Linked DNA regions of Mus musculus: region 2 is linked to region 1. A link is a contact called in public promoter capture Hi-C data. All regions are on one chromosome and are shown on one strand. The core of a region is the stretch at or near the end of the contact, and the rest is flanking DNA. Distances in the headings are between cores, read along the strand shown.

The links. Capture Hi-C pulls out chosen DNA fragments and counts their contacts.
Region 2: a contact with region 1 is called in a promoter capture Hi-C map of liver. The contact joins two enhancer-like sites. A contact is called at or near these places in 2 of 115 datasets of contacts at active chromatin or transcription factors (memory CD8 T cells and microglia) and 1 of 9 other capture datasets (liver).

Annotation. Positions count from the first base shown.
Region 1 is chr6:119,408,373-119,411,891 of GRCm38.p6, reverse strand. It overlaps a transcript of Adipor2 not described here. Among named protein-coding and RNA genes, the nearest start is that of Adipor2, 21 kb to the right of the region's middle. Within about 2 kb of position 1,876, at least 21 of the 459 cell types and tissues checked have an H3K27ac peak or open chromatin away from gene starts, as enhancers often do. A contact at or near this core is called in liver, where this site is marked.
Region 2 is chr6:119,914,227-119,917,745 of GRCm38.p6, reverse strand. It overlaps Rad52 (RAD52 homolog, DNA repair protein), which reads right to left. Exons shown (of 12, transcript NM_001166381.1): 5 at 3,509-3,519; 6 at 2,394-2,512; 7 at 1,704-1,779. Among named protein-coding and RNA genes, the nearest start is that of Rad52, 13 kb to the right of the region's middle. Within about 2 kb of position 1,890, at least 24 of the 459 cell types and tissues checked have an H3K27ac peak or open chromatin away from gene starts, as enhancers often do. A contact at or near this core is called in liver, where this site is marked.

The sequences.
Region 1 (3,519 bases), core at 627-3,126:
GATTCTAGGCATCTATGTAATCCCATGTATAGGGCCACACCTGACTTTATATGGGGGCACTGGGACAGAATCCAGATCTTTGTGTTTCCTACTCTGTGACCATTTCCCTGGCAAAGCCATCGGTCTCCCTGGGCTCCTGGAGTGCTGTTTTTGAGAGAAGCTATCACTATGTAGGCCAGAGGGTGATCTGCAACTCGCTCTGCACTCAGAAGGCCTTTAACTCAGGATGTTCCTGGGTCAGCATCAAGCACTAAGCTTGCAGGCAGACCTACAATCCTGCAGCTTGGTACAGCACAGCTCCCAAGCTCATTTGAGGGGTCAGCTTGAAACTCCACTGCTGGGTAGAGCGCTGGGGTAAGCTGGGGACTCCAGGTTTATAGAGGGGAAAAAAAGGAAGGAGGGAGGGAGGCCCACCGAGACCCCCACTTGTGACACCTTTCTCTAACTAACTTTCTGAAGCCCATCCTTATTTTCTCCATTTGCTTTCTATGACATTGAGAACCCTGGCTCCAGTGGGGAATTTTCTAAAAGGTCGAAAAGTTTTATAAGAAACTAGGTATGGCTTCGTGCCTACATTCTCCTCTCATTTAGGAGACAAGGCGGGGCAGGGGAGGGGGTCTGAAAGATTGAGGCTAGCATTTACCAAATAGCAAGATTCTGTCTCAAAGACATAACAACCACAAACCAACCAGGGGCTGGCAAACCCATGGCTCATGGGTAAAGGTGCTTGCTACAGGCTTATGACCTTGATTTGAAGGTCAACTCTCAAAGGTGCTCTTATAGCTGAGCCTGGGGAGTTCATGCCTTTAATCATAGCTGAGGCAGGTGGATTTACATAGAGAGTTCTAGGACAGCCGGGCTGTATAGAGATACTCTGTCTCAAAAACGGTGGTCCTCCGGCCTTGTGTGTCAATACATATATACAAGCATACCCTTACATAAACGAGTTTAAAACAAATAAGGAAAATTATCTTATAGATAGTTCTCTTAGGTGTACAAAAAGGTATAAATGCTAAAAATTCCTCACAGCAGAGCTAGAATGTCCTAGTTTGCTTTTCATTACCGTGATTAAACACTGGCCAAAGCCAAAGTAGGGGAGGGGTGGACTTATTTGATTTACAGACTGCAGTCCTTCACTGAAGGAGCCAAGGCAGTAACTCACGGTAGGAACCAGGAGCAGAATCTGGAGCAGAGACCATGGAGGAATGCTGTTTACTGACTTGCTCAGCTACTTTTCCTATATGGGCCTGGCCTACTTGCCTAGGGATGGTGCTGCCCACAGTGGGCTTGGCTCACCCACATCAACTGACAATTGAGAAAAATGCCCCATAGACATGCCCAAGCCAATGGAAGTAATTCCTCAATGGGGTTCCCACTTCCCTCTGTGTAGGTTTGTGTCAAGTTCACAAAATTTTGACAGCAAATAATCTTAAAGGAATCTAGAGGCTATCAATAAAGGGACAGAGTACTGCATTTGCCATCTGGAGGCTGAGGAGGAAGGAACTCAATCACATTATGGAAAATTAGCCTAGGCCAGCTAGGGTGGGTGACTGCAATCCTGATACTCTGGAGGCTGAAGCAGGAGGGTAGAGACCTTAAGGCTAGCCTGGGTTACATAGCAAGACCCCCCATCTCAAGCCAGCCAACTAACCAACCAATCCCAAATACTTGAAAAATACCATGAGAAACCTTCACCCACATCTTCTCACCCAGAGTTAAAGCATGGGAGGCTGGAGTTTCATTGCATTTTGACCTTGTGAAAGAGCCTGTCTGGAGACCTGTGTGCCAGGAAAAGGCTTAGCCTTTGAACCTTGAGCAGAATTGGGGCAGAGGGAAACTGTTATCTGGAAGACAGATTATTCTTGCTGTTCTCACAACAGGTTTTGAAATTCTCTGGAGCCATGACCCAACCCCCATTGGCCCCAGCTCTAATCAGCCCCTTTATTTTAGTCTCCCTTTTTGAAACAGTCTGGATGTGAGCCAATATGTCACACGGCTAAGTCACTCTACTCAATCTCTACCAATAAGCTCCAGAGATGGGAAACCTCTGGACTCAGCATGAACCCTATTAATGCTTGACTTAGAAGCACCTATGGAACTCAGATAAGGGGAACATTGAAATATCACCCCATTGATAACTGAACTATCACCCCAATGATAAGGGACAGATCAGGGATAGTATGCTTACTTAGCATGCACAAAGCTCTCTGTTAAAGTTCAAGTTCAGGAAAACACGGAAGAAATGCCAGTCGGTGGTGGCTCAGGCCTTTAATCTCAGAGGCAGAGGCAAGTTGATGTCTGAGTTTGAGGCCAGCCTGGTCTACAGGGTGAGTTCCAGGACAGCCAGGGCTACATAGAGAAATTCTGTCTTGAAAAAACAAAAAAAACAGAAAAGGAGAGAAAGAAAGGAAGAAAAGAAAGAGAGGGGGAGGAAGGGAGGAAGGAAGGAAGCAAGCAAGGAAGGGGAAGAGGAAGAGGAAGAGGAAGGGGAAGGAAAGGAAAGAGCCTAGTCTAGCTGTGTGTGGTATCCCACATTTATAATCCCAACACTCTGGAGAAAGAGCTACTTGGATCTCTATAAAGTCAAGGCCAGTCTATACTATAAAGGGAATTCTTGCCAGCCAGTGCTACATAAGCAATACCTTGTCTCAAAAAAAAAAAAAAAAAAAAAAAAGAGTTACCTAAGGCTATAGAGACAGCTCAGTAGTTAGGAGCACTGGCTTCTCTTCCAGAAGGCCTAGGTTTGGTTGCCAGTACTTAAGTGGTGGCCAACAACCATCTGTAATTCCAGTTTCAAAAAAAAAAAAAATCCAGTCTGTTTTGGTTTTTGTCTAAGGACACCTTTTACTTCACTTGTATTTTATCTGACTGGCAAGCAGGGGACTAACTTGGAAAAGAGGAATGGCGAGAGGCAGGCTACTGTACGAACAGGCTACCACTAGGCTCCTTCCTGTGTTCGTATATGTTATTTTATTTTATTCCTTTCAGATAAACTGTAATGGGTTGTGTGTCACAAGCAGTTGCTGAGATACAACCTCCCACAAACCACAGACCTTCCCTGGGTCTTGTTCCTTGTGGTGAGAATCACAAGCTCTCCCTGGTTACCAAAACTCAGCCAGTGGTGACAGTGGGTTTCTTCCTTTCTGAAAGCACGGCAGGGGTTAGGACAAAGGCTTGAGTGTGTGAGTGCTCGCGTGCGCGCGCGCACACACACACACACACACACACACACACACACTCCCCTTTATAGGTAGTCAAGATTACAGGTTCAAGGAAGGCAAGCTGCCTATTTGACCTGGTGAAGCTGTAGTCAGTTCTGAGAGCACTGCAGTTTTAGAATAGCCTCTACCTAACCAGTGAGGCAAGGAATTAAAATCCCCAAACCCGACACTCACCGAGGTAGGAATTTTGCCATTAGTTTCATGTCAGTGTAGCCTATAGTTTGAGACCCCCCCCAAAAAAAAAACCTGAAAAAAGGGGGTGGAGGTGTAGACTTCTTGTGGAGTGTTTGCCTAGCCT
Region 2 (3,519 bases), core at 641-3,140, 510 kb before region 1:
GAGAGCAAGCAAGCAAGCAGCACAAAGACAGAAGGAAACAGAATTCTCCAGTAAACACTGGCCTTCACAGAGACTAACTCTGGGACAGAGAATTTAAAGAGCAAAGCAATAAAAAATTTTAGTTAAAAGAAAAACAAAGAAAACTGCCAGGATGGAGTACACCCTTAATTCCAGCATTCAGGATGCACTGGCAGGCAGATCTCTGTGAGTTCCAGACCAGCCACAGCTACAACATAAGTTGGGGCATGTCAACAAATGATGCTGAGAAAGATGGGTCTTCCCAGAACAAAGGATGAGATATGGTTCATGTCTTATACTACTCACAAGAACCAGCTCAACATAAGTTAAAGTCCTAAGTGTAGGACTCCACAAACTCTTATGAAAATAAACAAACAAACAAAAAAACCCAGAAGAAATGTTCCACAACACTGGATATGATGATGATCTCTTGATAAAATACCAAATGAGCCAGGCATTATGGCCCACGTCTTTAGTCCCAGCACTCCAAAAGTATAAGCAGGCGAATGGACCTCAAAGCCAGCCTGGTCTACAGAGTCAGCCTGGTCTACAGAGTCAGTTCCAGGACAGCCAGAGAAACTCTGTCTTGAAAAAAAAAAAAAAAAATTAAATATAATGAAATAAAAATAACCTTAAGACATCCATGGAATGGAGGAAAATATTTGTATGTCTTATTAACAGATAAAGGATTTTAATGTCCAGAATAAAGTACTACTGTAATTTAACAGCAAAAATACCAGATAGCCTATTAAAAATGGCACAGGAATTCAATCTCAGAAAGAAAGAAAGAAAGAAAGAAAGAAAGAAAGAAAGAAAGAAAGAAAGAAAGAAAGAGAGAGAGAGAGAGGGAGGGAGGGAGGGAGGGAGGGAGGGAGGGAGGGAGGGAGGAATTCCAAAATAGCCAGCAAGCTTTTGAAACACAATCCAAAGCCATAAAGAGAACAGACTGTACAGTGGGAACTACTGTGAATATCAGTATGCAGATTTCTCAAAAGAAACAACACAGGAGACACATGATCCAGCACTCACACTGGTGTGTATCTTTCATGACACTGAAGGCTGAGCTTCTAAGGAAATTTACACATCCATGTCCACAGTAGTGACAACAGCAGCCAACAGGTGGACAGACAAGCACAGTGTGGTCCCCAGGAGACTGTCATGCACACACACGAGAGGAAAAGAGGAGCAGAGGCCAACTGGATTCCATAATAGGAGAATGGGGTAGGTGTGAAAAGCCCAAGGAGACAGAGAAGGCAATGATTTATTCTATCAGGTAGATACCAGCTCTCCCTCTCAATTAACTGTGACTCTAGCAGCACCTACTGCACACCACACTCCAGAGGACAGCGCTAAGACCCCATAGGTAGGTAGGCAGTGTCAGAATGGAGGTGTGCACTTCCAAGCCGCCAGAGCTAAGGGAAGAAAGATGGCTGGTCTGAACACGTATGGCAAACAGCAATGGCAGAGGCTCTGCACTGGTTCTGAGACCAAGCCACAGCTCTCTGTCCATGAGATGCAATGGAAAGCCTGGCCAGGACACATCTGCTAGCATTAACCTTCTAAGTCCAAAATCATCAGTACAGATGCTGCCAAACACTGAGTCCTCACTTCTCCTTTTAGCTAGTACAGCAAGGATACACTGGAGAACCTCACGCTGTGACAGCCAGCTCCTCAGTGCAACATACCTGTCGTGGAAGCTTATTTAGTGACCTCAGATAGTCTTTGTCCAGAATACAGTTTCCAAGTGCATTCCCAAAACTCCTATGGTGACAAAGAAGCGAAAGTTCAGTTACAACATCAGACTGGCTGTCACAACACCACAGGGCTGCAAACACAAGAGAGGAAACGGACCCTAACCTTCATTCATTGGGTAATGTCCCTGCACTCTACTAGCTCTGAGGACAGAGCAGTGACATGGCACACAATCTCACAGGGCATCATCTCTAGTGAGCAGTATGGAACTGATGGCGTCTTTAGGAGCTCCAGGTTAGTGGAAGGGTTAGGTTACTGGGCATCTGTCCTCTGCGACTATGGACCACTGGTCTCTTCTGTTTGTTCTTATTTTTGCCTCTCCACCACGATGCATGCTAGTCAATACTGGACTAAGCCCTCTCAAAGCTGAGCCAACCTAAACCTCTGAGTTGCTATATTCAGCCAACTGTTCTAAGAACTGATTGGTGACTTGGCTCCTGAAAAGCTCTGAGCCCTTCCTGGGAGGGAAGGGAGAAACCAAAACCACGTCCCTCAGAGAGCAGGGAAACATGAGATCAGGATGACCTGAGACATCTTTTCCATGCTATTTAGATTTCTGACCCACGTGAATGTGCCACTTCCTTAGAAATGAGAGCTGAAATGAGATGGTGCTCCCTCCTCACCTGAGTGCTCGCTTCAGCCCATCAGTCACAGCCTCCTTCCTGGCCTTCTCCAGTGACAAGGCCTTTGAACGGAGGCCCTCACTAACTCCATAGCCCACGTCCTCATGATAGGAACCATCCTGAAGTAGAAAAGGAGTAGAAAGCTGTAGCTCTGCCCTTGGCTGCCCAGCCTCTTCTCTGACCAACAGCACTCAAAAGAAAGAAAGAAAATAAACAAGCCACCCTGCACGGTGGAAGCAGGACACTGCTGAAGAGCACACAGCACACAGTTTAAGATATCAAATTTGAGAAGTGCTGTCTTGGAGCTGCCTGGAAAGACGCCTGTGCTCAGTGCCAAATCTTTATTATCTAAAGCTTTAAGGTCAATAGAAATTAAACTAAAAAAAAAAATTGTTTTTACACACACTCATACATGTGCACACACAGAGGTGTGGAAGTGCTATGGGGCTATAAATGGAATTTTCAAGCATAAATACAGTAGGACAACAGCAACAGGAAATATGACCTAAGACAAGCCACAGAAACAGTGTGACCCTTCCGTGATAAAAGTACAGCTTAGCCAGACATGGCAGAGCAAGCCCTATAATCCTGGGACTCAAGGTTGGAGGCAAGAAGACTACAGCTCTCTATAAGATTCAATACAAAAAGCTAGCGGGCCTTGAGTAGCACACTCGAGCCTGTCGTCTCGGATGTAAGAGGCAGAAGGAGGAAGACTGTGCTGCAGACACTCAGAGGCCTAGACAGCTAACTGCGGGCTTCTTACCCTTCTATGCTACGACACTTTAACACAGTTCCTCATGTTGTATGACACACACACGCACGCCAAACATAAAGTAGTTTTTCTTGCTACTTCATCACCATAATTTTACTAATGTTATGAACTATAACGTAAATATCTGTTACATTATAGATTTTCAATTGTCAAGTTATAGACACACACACATCAATCTAAACTAAGATCCATCCTTTCTACAGATGAGGGGCAGATGAGCAAGGATGTTTGAATACTGCCTTTCTAGGCACCCTGGCTGAGTCAGATCCCTGGTCTCCACTCTAGACTCCCTCCCACTGCCTACTTGGTCCTCCCAGGAAGTTGTGGCACCCCAGCCCCTCACCTTTAACTGCA